Regions from separate parts of the Pan troglodytes genome. Here region 1 is linked to region 2. A link is a contact called in public Hi-C data. All regions are on one chromosome and are shown on one strand. The core of a region is the stretch at or near the end of the contact, and the rest is flanking DNA. Distances in the headings are between cores, read along the strand shown. Region 1 holds the start of BARHL2 (BarH like homeobox 2). Region 2 holds the start of ZNF644 (zinc finger protein 644).

Region 1 (6,673 bases), core at 254-2,753, 310 kb after region 2:
AGTAGTGCTGTTTTTTTTTTTTTTTTTTCTTTTCTGGGTCAAACACACCGATTTCCCCAGGAAAACGCAGGCAGGATGAGTCGCCCAGCTACCCGCTTCCGGACCCATGGCTCACACAGAAGCAGTTCCGACCGAAAGGCAAGAGCTTGTCCCAGGAGGTCATTTGCCTCCCTGACACCCCTCCCTTCGTCCTCAACAGATAAAAGCTGTGGCCCAGAAAGTGACCTCCAGAACTGCAACTAAACTCCAGATTTCGGCCCAGCCTTTGGAGACATTAAAGGCCACTCGAACATCATTCCAGACCTAGCCACGGAAGCGATGCCCGCCTCGCAGATTCATAGGGTTCTTAAAATGGTAATTTGGAGTAAAATGTAACTCAAAGAACTTTGAATCATTCATTAGCACCTTATAATTACTCTGCTAATTAGGTTGACACGGCACTTAATCAGGAGTAATACGCCGTCTTGTCACTGGCACTTCCCATTACTCTGACATTCAACAAGAGACAGGTTGGAGACGTCCTAGAGAAAATAATGCAAGTTGATACACTCCAACGAGGCGTTACAGTCATGCTCCGGGTCCCAAGTGGATCCGCAGTGACTGTTTCCTTTCCAAATGAGCGCTCGCCGAAAGGGGCCGGGGGACAGAGGTGGACGGACAGGGGCGCGGGCTGCAGACCAGCCGCTATGGGTCCTGAGCCCCGCGCCCGCCCGACACTGCAGTGAACCGTGGCTGCCCTCGCCACCAGAGAACGCCTCGGGCATTAGCTCCCCCGTTCGGGAGAAAGCGTCTGGCCAGGCATTTTTTCCAGCTGGAGACCAGGCTGGCTCCCCAGCTTGGAGCCTCAGGCCTCGTCCTCCCCGAGAGTGCCTGGTGGACGCGGACCCGGCTGTGTCCCTCTCAGGGATCCGCCGCCCGCCGGGCCGAGCCCGAGCGCCTGGGTTCGTCGGGCGAGAAATCAGAGCCCAGAGCCGACCCGCCCGCTTATGCAAGGCTCCGGCGCCTGAAGTGACACACTTTTCTGTGGATTCCTTCAGGGATCTCCTTCCTCCGCTCTTAATGTCTTCGGACTATTCCCGCGCGCGTTTGGGGAGGCTGCGAGGGCCGCCGCGCTGGAGCCTAAAGGTAAGTCCCTTCCCGTCCTCTTCTCTCTCTCTTCTGACTTAAGAAAACGGGCAAATCCTTGCTACTTTTTTTTTTTCTTTCTCCCCTTTGGTTCCCTTTCTCTGGTCTCCCTCTGATCTCTTCCCCCCTCTCCCTTTGCCTCGCACTCGTGATTGTGGACACCGGGACCACTGGACTCGGAGTTCGGCTCAGGGCTGCGGGCTCAGGGATGTGCGGGTTCTCAAAAGAGCAGCGGAGTCCGAGCCGAGTCCGCTGACGGGCTCGCGAGCGCTGCGCCTATTGGCTCCCGGCACGTCGGCGTCCCTCGCTCGCGCGGGCGCGGCCAATAGGGGCGCGGGGCCGGACGCGCGGCCTCTGTGGCGGGGGCGCGGGCCCGGCGCGGCGCGACACGGGGAGCGGCGGTAGTGGCCGTGACGTCACGGGAGGGGGTCGGCGCCGCCCGCGAGCAGCCGGATTACAAGCGAACGCGCCCGGCAGCGGCCGGAGTCGCCCGGTATCGCGTCTCCGCCGCTTCCTCCTTCTGTGCCTGCTCCTTCTCGTCGTCCTCCTCTTCCTCCTCCTCCTCGGGTTGCCGCAGCCGCTGCGGCAGTGTCTGCCCCGCAACTTTCCAAGAAAGTTCAGAAACTCGGCTACGGGGCTGCCGAGTGGCGCGCGGCTGCCACCTCGGGAGCCGCGGGGGAGTTCCGAGGGCGCGCGGCCGCCCGGGCTTCGCGGTCGCTGCACCTGCCGCGTCTGCCGCCGCCACCGCTGCCGCCCGGTGCCAGGCTGTGGGCAGACCCCGGCAGCGGCGGCGGCGGCGGCTTTGGCGTAGCTTCCCGCCGCCTGCGCCTTCGCCTTCGCCTGGGTCCTCCGCGCCGCCACCGCCGCTCCACGTGCGCAGTCGTTCCTGGAGCGCAAGTTCCGAGCTTTCTCAGAAATTTTTTTAACTCCCCCCGCCCCCCGCATCTTTTTTCTTTCCACCCCTACTTTTTGCATAAGAGAAAAAAAGTTGTGTCGAAAGTATCCACAGATTGCCACTTCCCAATTACCCTTCCTTCTCTCCCCGCCCCACTTTTTTTTTTTTTTAAGCAGCGGCAACATTGTTTGGTGTTTATTTTGTTTTACGATCGATAGCTTTCTTCGCTGGTTCGGGGCGGCTGCTGAACGGCGGAGTGGCGTGGACCTCATGTAGCAATGACAATGGAAGGGGCCAGCGGGTCGAGTTTTGGAATAGACACGATTTTGTCCAGTGCCAGTTCAGGCAGCCCAGGCATGATGAATGGAGATTTCCGCCCGCTCGGTGAGGCCAGGACCGCGGATTTTAGGAGTCAGGCCACCCCATCTCCCTGTTCGGAGATTGATACCGTAGGGACGGCGCCTTCTTCTCCTATCTCAGTCACCATGGAGCCCCCGGAGCCGCATCTGGTAGCAGACGCGACCCAGCATCATCACCACCTCCACCACAGCCAGCAGCCGCCGCCGCCGGCCGCGGCCCCGACGCAAAGTTTGCAGCCTTCGCCCCAACAGCAGCAGCCGCTGCCGCCACAGCAGCCGCCGCCGCCGCCCGCCCAGCAGCTGGGCTCGGCCGCCTCGGCCCCCAGGACTTCCACGTCTTCTTTTTTAATTAAGGACATCTTGGGCGACAGCAAACCTCTGGCGGCATGTGCACCCTACAGCACCAGCGTATCCTCTCCCCACCACACCCCGAAGCAGGAGAGCAACGCAGTGCACGAGAGCTTCAGGCCAAAGCTCGAGCAGGAGGACAGCAAAACCAAACTCGACAAGCGGGAGGATTCCCAGAGCGACATCAAATGCCACGGTGAGTCCCGCCACCCGGCGCTCTCGGCCGTCTAGCTTGTCCTCCTGGTTCCCAATCTCCCCTTCAGCCTTCAGCAGATCTCTGCTGGGGAGCGATTCCAGGAGCTTCTCGGGCGACTGGGCGACGATCAAAAGACTGCAAGCTGAAGGGAGGCCTGGGCGTGCGATGTGGGGACTCTTCGAAGTTCTGTTTATTGTTCTACCCCACAACCTTCACGGCCATCCAGCTCCTTCCTTTGTTTTATTTAATTTTAATCTACTGGGGGTTGAGGGGCGGCGGAGGGCATCCGACAGGAAATACTTTTCGTTGATAAAAGGGATGGACTTGGGGTTTTTCTAGCCTAGACTTTGGGAATGGGAATGGGGGGAGGTGGGAGAGAGAAACCACTTAGCTAGCGTGGGTGTGATCACAACCTGGTGTTTATTCTTTAGTACAAGTGATTTCACCCCCCCCACTTTATTTTCTTAACATCATCACAGGAATTATCGGTTTTAATGGAGGAAAAATTTCTGAGTTCATGAACAGAGCAACTTTAAAAAAATTAGATTGTGGTTAGTATAGGGAAGCCCGTAAAAATTTGTAATCAGTTTCTTAAAAGCACCCTTCTTACCCTGTGGCCTCAACTGAGTATCTGTATCCTACAAAGATTTTTGGCCCCTTACAAGTACTTAGGAGGTAGTATTTATAAAAATAAAATCTTATGAAATTGGATTAATCTCTTTTTTGTTAAAAAAAAATAAGATGACAATGGAAATTGTCCTTCAACTCCCTTTTCCCATTTTCTCCTCAGACAATTTCATAAGTAAATGTGGTAGTCTTTGCATGGCAAAAGTTTTAACATACCAGAGCTTTTTCTTCCTTTACAGACACATTGTTTATTATTATTGATCCTTGTTTTTCTGGTAAAGAAATGTACTGACTGGAAGGTAGGATGTTGGCTCCTCATTTTACTATTATAGCATTAGCATAATAGTGTCCAAAACAGATGTACAGTCTGGTCTGGCGATTTTTTGTGCACCAACCTCCCCAGTGGGTCAATTAGAGAGATTATTGTTCTTCCTGCAGGGAAGATCAAGGAGCACTGCACAAACGGGTACAAACAGGGAGGGATTGACATATCGATTTCCCAGCATTTCAGTAAAAAACCAAAGTTGACAAATAGAATCCGGAAATCTCCATGCTGTCACCTGGATGGGCTCAGTGATTTTGAGCTCAACTCGGTGTCTGGGTGACATATTCTTTGTGAAGCTTTAAAAGACCTGATGCAGGTGGCTTCAGAAAGCCTGATTCCAACATTTCCCAAGTGCATCTGAAAAAGTAAAACAAACACCTATAACTTTCAGAAAAGAGAAAAAAGTAAAATGAAAAAGATGCTGCCTCCTCAAAAAAAAAAAAAAAAAAAAAAAAGAGAGTAGAGGGACCCTTTGAAAAATCACCACATCAGTGAAACAAAGTCATACTGAAAACAATAAACAAAAGGGACAGCATCTCTCTCAGTCAAGGAAACAATAACAAAATAACCCTTTTCAAAAGTTTTATTTAAAAAAAATTTTACTTTTTAACTTCCAACCATGTGAAGATCAGACACCCTTTTAGACCCCCCTTTAGAACCTCTAAACAAGGTCCCATACTCTCCAGTCTGGAAACAATCCTCTTCCTCCACACTCAGGCTAAGGCGTGAGTGTGTGTGTGTGTGTTCTAGGGGTGGCAGAGTGCAGTCCCCCGAAGCCAGTAGTTGGCTTGGGAATGTGGAAGTGTATGCCAGGAGGACACTCAGTCCTTCCCCATTCCAGGCTAACTTACCACCGTGGCTGGGTTTCTATGGTAGGGACAAAGGAGGAAGGAGACCGGGAGATTACGAGTAGCCGTGAGAGTCCCCCTGTGAGAGCCAAGAAGCCTCGAAAAGCAAGGACAGCTTTTTCCGACCACCAGCTCAATCAACTGGAGCGTAGCTTTGAGCGGCAGAAGTACCTGAGCGTGCAGGATCGCATGGACCTGGCTGCAGCGCTCAACCTCACTGACACCCAAGTAAAGACCTGGTACCAGAACCGCAGGTAAGGGAGGCAGTTTGGGGGAGCAAAGGTGTCTGGCCATTTAAGTCATGATCATTATACCAATCTTCTTCCCTCCTGGCCTCCAGAGACTCTAAGGACTGAGAGTGACCCTGGAGTGGGCACTTGGGTGCTTTAAGGATGGGGCAGGGATGAGCCACACCCCCAAGGTGAGAGAGACCAAAGGGCAGCTGGAATTTGGACAATTTTGCACTTCTATGTGCTTTAACAGGTGCTACTTTTCCTCTGAAACCCGAGCCGCTGGAATTCTCCCCACTTCATCCCCAAATCAATGAAGCCACACCTTCTCAAATTGAGACATCTGTGCAGCTGACACTTAGGTCCAGAGAGCCTGCGCGGTGCACCCCTTGGGCCCACCCCAGGCTGGTTCCAAAGGTTTGTAGCCAACAGCACGGCCCGGCCCAGCTATTGCTATCTCCACAGAGCTGTCCCACCAGCCTCAGCGTAAATGTCCTTGCTTTGGCCTGTGAGGCGGCTGGGAGAAGCAGGATCCAAGCCTTGGTCAGTGTAGCTGCAGAGACTAGGAGAGCCCAGCTGGGTTAGAGTAGGTTTGGCAGCAGCAGGCTGGAGAATCGGCAGCTGGCCAAGCATCCGGACAGGGAGAAGGAAGGAGTGTGGGTCTGTCCCCTGTACTGGCTGCCTCTGCTGTCTCAACATGGAGCTAGAGTGCTGCAGAGCCTGCCTGGCACTGCTCCTTCTCTAGAAGGGAAATTAAGAAAGCAAAAGTGACTGCCAGTGCTCTCAGGGCCACGAAGTGTAGAGTGGAACCTGGGCAATCTGAGGCAGAGGTTTTGCTGTGTTTTCAAGCCTGGCACTCATCTCCTTGTCTCGATTTTCTCTACCCCTCCTTTTCTCCCGTTTGTGTTCTAATCGTCCATAAGTGTGGTTGGAAATGCCCATCCAGTTGTCATCTTTACCATAATTTTCTGTCTCATTACATACGGTTTCAGCCACCCTAATTCTGTCGGAAAACATTAGTGTCATTTGTAGCCAATTTAAAATGGGCGACATGTTTATTAATTTGGCTGGAGCTGCCGGGTATGGATGGCCCACCAGCCCTGCGTTCCTTCATAAGGTATTTGAGCAAACGCCTGCTCTCTTCTTCCTAGCAGGGTGTGCAGCGGGGGAGGGAGGAGACTGAGAAAAGCTGATCACAGGTTTTAATTGTTACTTTATCTCTGAGGAGGAAATACCTTGAAATGCATTCCCCCCCGCCTCAGAATGGCCAAGAGGTAGTTTGCCCTTGGGAGAACCCTCCCTCAAATGAATTCCATTTTGAGACCTTGTTGCCATCCTCCCCTTAAGCCCCCTGCCCACTGTAAGGTCCTGTCAGGCTTATGAGAGAAATATGTCTCCCAGCCCTGGGGACTGAGAGGGGCTGGGGTCCCTGGCTTAGGAGTCTCTGCATCCCTTTGTTTACGGTTTCTTCTCTCACAGCCTGGCGGGGAAGGAAGAGGGGCTGAGAGCAGACTCTTTGGGATTGTTGGGAGTGGGGGGATGTGGAAGGGGAACTAAGGAAGGAGGAAAGTGACTGCTTGTGGAAGTCTCCTTTGGCCCTAAGGAAAGTTTCCAGAAGTAGCCAAACTACAAGGGGGGCAACAGCAGAGCAGAGGTTTAGGAAAAGGAAGCAAGGCCTGTAGGATTTCATTTGTGAGGGTCTCAGCCACTGAAGGTGTAA
Region 2 (6,478 bases), core at 2,336-4,835:
CCGCCACCACGCCCGGCTAATTTCTTGTATTTTTAGTAGAGACAGGGTTTCACCGTGTTAGCCAGGGTGGTCTCGATCTCCTGACCTCGTGATCTGCCCGCCTCGGCCTCCCAAAGTGCTGGGATTACAGGCATGAGCCACCGTGCCCGGCCACTTTATGTTTTTTATCAGGTAATTCCATTCACTGATAATCTGGTAATCACTAATAGATTCATACACTGTGTTAATATGGTCAGATTTTAACATATTAACAGTAGCCACATTATTAAAAAGTCAAAAAATAACATGCTGGTGAGGTTGCAGAGAAAAGAGAACACTAATATGCTGTTGGGAGTGTAAATTGGTTCAACTGTTGTGAAAAGCAGTGTGGCAATTTCTCAAAGAGTTGAAAACAGAACTACCATTTAACCCAGCAATCCTATTACTAGGTATATACCCAAAGGAATATAAATCATTCTACCATAAAGACACATTCATGTGTATGCTCACTGAAGTATCCCTCACAATAGCCAAGACTTGGAATTAACCTAAATGCCCATTAGTGGTAGACTGGATAAAGAAAATGTGGTATATATATACCATGGAATACTATGCAGCCATAAAAAGAATGAGATCATGTCCTTTGCAGGAACTTGGATGGAGCTGGAGGCCATTATTCTTAGCAAACTAATTCAGGAATAGAAAACCAAAGGCTGCATGTTCTCACTTATAAGTGGGAGCAAAATGATGAGAACACAGGGACACAAGGGAGGGAACAACACACACTAGGGCCCACCTGAGGGTGGATGGTGGGAGGAGGGAGAGGATCAGAAAAAAATAACTACTGGGTACTAGGCTAAGTACCTGAGTCATGAGATAATCTGTGCAAAACCCCAGTGACATGAGTTTACCTATATAGCAAACCTGCATATGTACTCCTGAACCTAAAATAAAAGTTTAAAAACAACAACAGCAACAAAAACCAGTAGCAGCATCTTGCTTTTTATTTCTTTAAAACATTTACCAGGTGTATTCATTGGAGCATCATTTTATTCACAATGTGTTATGAATTTTCTCCCAAACTGTTTTCCACATCTTGACTTTCATTCTCAACTGTGATTTCCTTAAATATTTTGGCACTGAGCCACATAACTTGTCTTTGGATTTTTTCAGTTGCCTGTATGTTTTTTTCTGTCCATAAGTTTATTGTCTTTATCTGAAAAATCCTCATAGAAAATTGTTTGGTTTAGCTCTCAGCAGCCTGCTCCTGAGCTCTGAGGAAGCTTGCCTTCTTTTGAGCTACCCAATCTTTCTTCTGAGCAAGGGACATTTTGGGTCGGTTCCACTTTTCTTTTTAACTTCTTTCTTGGGCTTCTTTTCACAGACTGGACTCTCTCGTATAGCAGCATGAGCTTTCTTACACATCTCTTCCATCATGTCTGGAGTTACACTGTTCTTCATGTATTGAGAGAACTGTTTCTTGTAATCATCTTCATCTTCTTCCATTAAGTAGCACATATAATCTGCAACATTGTGGCCCATGATGTGCTTCCTGTGTACTTCTGCATTAAATTTCTTGCTTTCAGAATCATAACCAGGGAATCATTTAGTACTGTGAGGGACAGACAAGCCTCCATGCACAGCTCCCTTCAGAGTGCCAAAAACTTTACTGCCAGTAGTAGTTCTGGCAAGGCCTGCATCCTAATTGCAGGTAAAGGCACCTGGCTGACCATCAATGCTTACCACATTGTAGTCATCGCCAGTTGCCTCCACTTGGCTTTCATAGATCTTGTCCATGTCAAACCTATTGAGAAGTCTGCGGTCCAGCCCCAGGTCAGTACAATACGCTGCAGCATAATTTGTCAGGTCAACCTTCACACCATATTTTGGCAGTTCGTGTACATATGCTGTGCAGACTATTATATCCCCCTCTATACATGCATAAGCAATCTGACAAATGATATCTCTGTTCCACGAACTATCATCCTGTATTTGGGTGTGTTGTATTCATTTTTATCCTGTATCACCAAGTGTTTCTGAGCATAGTAATCAGTTTTACCCTCTCGTCGTCTTCTAAATTTCACTTGATATCTCTTAAAGTAGGCCTTATTCTTAATAACTTTTACAAACCCCATCCTGCAGAACAGAGACCCACATCTGCGGCTAGACAGAGAACTCACATGTATTTTTTTTTCTTTTCGCATTACCTTATTCAAGCTGTCTGTCATTATATTTTCTGCCATTCATAGAAGCTTTTGAGATCCATTTTGTACAGCGTTTCATCAACTATTACTACTTCTACTATTATAATTACTATGATTACTTTTACTGCTATTATGACTTCCACAGTATTACACTTCAGTTGCTGAGTTCTAGTGTAAAAAACAGCTTCATTAGTGAGACAAGTTCCTGATCATGGCTGAGTTCTGAATGATTCTATTTGCTTGTGTGATTTGTCTGCACATTAGTCAGTGGTATACATTAATAACAGTTATTTTCTTAGTAACTGCTTTTACAGTGATATAATGTAAGAATTTCCATAGTGCATAATATTTTGTAGTAAGTCCAATAGTAAACTGAGAATGTCCAATTTTAATGGATTCTGCAAACGAAATGATCCAAAGGGCACCCCTCCCCCATTGACTGCAAATATATACGTATTTATATTTTATTGTTTACACATTTGTGTAAATGAAGACAGGAGATTTGCATTTTAAAGAGCCCAAAGAACTGTATGACTTCGAGAAAATCACCTTACTTCTCTTTGTCTCATTGGGTTACAATGAAATCGAGCAAGTTAGAACAATGCCTGGTACACAGTAAGCACTCAAAAGTGTTAGCTATTAAGTAATGAAGCAATTAATGTGTTTAGTCAAATATTTGTTGTTTGGAATCTACGTTTGCTGTTGCTGAAGGCATCATTCTATAGGAAAAAGAATGTTTCTCATTCTTGTCAAATAAATGCAGTTATGGTATATTCTTCCGAATGTCAATAACATCTTGAGGGTTTGACAGTAATGACAGCTGTACAACTAAGGAAAACTTTTTTATTTTTAAATTTTTAAATGAGTAAACAGAGGTTCAGAGAAGCCAAATAATTAAGGCGGGACCAGTAGATTTCTCAAGAACTCTTGGTTAATCTTAAACATGTTAGCAGTTTCTCGTTGGCTCAGTCGAAAACCAAAAGAATAGCCCACTCAGTGTTTCTCTGCCCCCAGGATCCTGTGGTGAAGTCTTGTTAAAAATGAAAATTTCCAGAACCCTCTCGGGACTGATTCTCTGAAGGGTTAACCAGCATCTCACATGCTTCTTATATAACTTTAATTCGTAGAACCACGACACTTTCAGTAATGCAGGGAGAGAGTATCCTCAGAGAGTCAAACTGGAGCAAACCTCGGCCACCTTTCAGGGCAGGCTGTCCGGGTAACTGAGATGTCACACTTGATGCTTTGCCTGGCCATCAAGCAACTCCCAACAATCTGCCCCCTTAAGATCCTAAAACCTTCCCTCTGCCATTACTCCACAGTTGTGATTGGCAAATATTGCTGTTTTCCTCAACAAGAGGAAAATAACAGAGATTTTTGCACGCTCGTGATCGTGGAACTCAAACCTGGGCCTGTTCCACCTTAAAGGGCCTAGGCATGCCTAGTGCTTGGGTCTTGCAGAGTTTGGGCACCACCATATTTGGAGCGTGCCTACTTTGGGGCGGGAACCTCCTTGGGAGTGATTAGGTCAGCGCTGGGGGAGGTGACCTTGTTTGGTTTCTGGCACCCGAGAACAGTGGTGCACTGTTTCCGCTGCCCCCGTTTGTCTAATTGGCCCAGACGCTCCACCAGCGCGAAGCTTCCCGGGAGCTCCTCGCTGGCCACCCCCGCGGCCCGCAGCCCGGCAGAGGCGGGAAAGCAGCGCGCCTGCGCCGTGGGAACCGGGGCTGGAGGCGAAAAGCGGGGAGCGGAGGGGGGCCGCTGGAGCCGAGTAGCGTACAGAGCGGCGTGTGACGCGGGGACGCCGCGCGCTCCCAACGTCGCCCCGGTTTGACGCACACGGCACCAAACTGTGAGTTTCAGGGGTTATTTGGTCAGATTCGCTGGGACCCGAGTGGGTTTCGGGCCTCTGGGCTGTGGCAGCGGCGGGACTGAGGGTGGCGGAAGAACTTGGGGGACCCGGCCTCCGGCTCTCGGGCCCGGGGAGCTACGCCCTAGGCTGGGTCCCAGCCATCCAAAAGGACGCATTTTGCCGCACAGGCTAAGATGGCGGCGGCGGCCGAGGAGGCGGAGTTGGTGCTACACAAGGAGCCCGGGCCCCGGGTTCGGGGAGGCGGCGGCCGCGGCGGTCGCTGGGGGCCACGGAGCCTGAGGTGAGCGGCGGCCGCCGCCGCGGGGCGGGACTCGGCGGGGGGATGGGGGGGGGGGCTTTCCGCTGCGGCGTCGGAGGATCCGGTAGCGGACACAAAGGGGCTGAGCTGGGCACTAGACTTGGGGGTTTTGTTTAGTCACATGAAGTCGAGCAGCCAGTGAGCAGTAGGGGGAAGGGGCCGAGATCAGGCGGCTTGGGGAGCCTGGCGGTCGCCATTGCAATGCACTGAGTAACGGGGCGGGCCGAGAGCAGTCACCAACCCCTCTCGTTGAGGCTGCTCGGTTGTGGCCAGAAACGCTGGCTCTGGCATTAACTGTCTACACCCCTCCCCTTATTTGGGACAGGACCGCATAGCCCTCTCCTCCCCCCGTCCTGCAAGATCTTATGCGGCTAGGTGCCTGGGAAGTAACAGCAAGAGGTAAATCGCTCGAAGTGTTTGGGTTGCCAGGGGCTTGGTGGGTGTCCAGCTAAAGCTTTTTGCCTCTCCAGGTCTGATTCTCTGGCCTTTGTGTCCCTGGGAAGTTACTCTGCCAGAGGAAAGCAGGTGTGCTCCACTTCTCCCGTGAACCTGAAGATGAGTTGTCCCAGACTCTTCTCAGTGATTGGAAACTTAGGTGGTGGAGCTAAAGGTTACTTGTTACGAGACTTCTACAGACAACTCTTGTTGGGATCCATCTATGGTTTAGCAACATTAGTGGAAAAGTTTTCTTGAATATTGACTTTGAATATAAAAACGTTTATATTTAGACTACAGATTTTGTGTGATCATCAAACTCAACGAGGGGATAAACATAATTGGGGGCGAATGATGGTTTTGTCTTGTTAATAATTTCAACAGAAGTATCACAACACCGCCGACTATCCTGTCCAGTCCTGACTAATTCCACGCTTGTTGCATCTGGATGGTAGATTTGTTTTAATTGTGTATTCCCTCCCTGCAGTAGTTTGCTTTAGTTGTAAACATTTTTTGGTCCCATGAGAAGGAAAACATTTCAAAAAATAGACAACTAAAGTTTCTCAAAGAAAGGAAACCTGGCTGTTTGCCTTCAGTGGCATGTGTAAGTATCTAGGGAACTTGATGGCAGTAATCTTGCATTTTGGTAGGCTTGCTAAGGAAAACCTTGTTTTTATAATAAGGCTGTAATCTAGCCTAGACATTTTAATTGGTGAAGCATAAAGCTTGATTAGTATTAATGCAGTGGTATGTATTGCTTTTAAAAGTCTTACAATTTCTAACAAATTAAAGTTATACTGCAATTATATCATACTTTGTGTTGGTATTAACTCATGAAGTACAAAATTTTGAAACACCTAATGTTTTGTGTTGGCAATTAACAGAATTCCTTGGTTGGAGGGATATTTAAACACATTAGATCACTGTGTAGATCTCTGTGTTCAAACTGAAATTTGAATTTTTCAACATTAGTTAACTTTCATTTCCTTGTTCTTTTCAGATATATATTTTCTCTTTTTTTAGCTTCTAATACAGAACAGTCTTGTATTAATGAATAGGAAATGCATTAACATTAGCAAATGTATTCCTGGATCATAAAGTTTTACAGTGGAAGAAATATCAAAGAACAACTGCTCTTACCCTCCTCTTTTACAATATATTGAGGACCAGAGATGATTAAGTTAGTGGCATAATGGAAAATTGCCTTTCAGCCTCTACCCATTGCTGTTTGTATTTGTCATATTGCTGGGATGAGAAGGTGAATATCTACAACTAATGGTTAAAAAAACAAGGGAATGTTATTGAGAATACTTGTTAATTAAATATTGTTAGGTTCATGAGAACTTCTGTGACAATAAGTTAAAAACTTTCATATTGGCCTGGCACGGTGGCTCACGCCTGTAATCCCAGCACTTTGGGAGGCTGAGGCGAGCAGATCACGAGGTTAAGAGATCGAGACCATCCTGGCTAACATGGTGAAACCCCGTCTCTACTAAAAATGTAAAAATTTCCTGGGCGTGGTGGTGCCTATAGTCCCAGCTACTCGGGAGGCTGAGGCAGGAGAATCACTTGAACCCGGAAGGCAGAGGTTGCAGTGAGCTGAGATCGTGCCACTGCACTCCAGTCTGGTGACCCAGCGAGACTACATCTCAAAACAAAAAAACAAAAAAACTTTCATATTCTGTGGTA

Evidence for each region. A called contact is a pair of places that touch in the nucleus more often than the background predicts.
Region 1: a Hi-C map of stem cell-derived neural progenitor cells shows a contact between it and region 2, with 4 times the contacts expected there. The contact joins the promoter of BARHL2 here to the promoter of ZNF644 in region 2. A contact is called at or near these places in 2 of 7 Hi-C or Micro-C datasets (induced pluripotent stem cells and stem cell-derived neural progenitor cells) and 1 of 1 datasets of contacts at active chromatin or transcription factors (stem cell-derived excitatory neurons).

What each region holds. Positions count from the first base shown.
Region 1 is chr1:140,445,421-140,452,093 of NHGRI_mPanTro3-v2.0_pri, forward strand. It overlaps BARHL2 (BarH like homeobox 2), which reads left to right and starts at 1,504. Exons shown (of 3, transcript XM_003949457.6): 1 at 1,504-2,923; 2 at 4,752-4,977. The coding sequence starts at 2,299.
Region 2 is chr1:140,135,044-140,141,521 of NHGRI_mPanTro3-v2.0_pri, forward strand. ZNF644 (zinc finger protein 644) reads left to right here and starts at 3,586. Exons shown (of 5, transcript XM_016922333.4): 1 at 3,586-4,035; 2 at 4,680-4,753. It also overlaps the pseudogene LOC744449.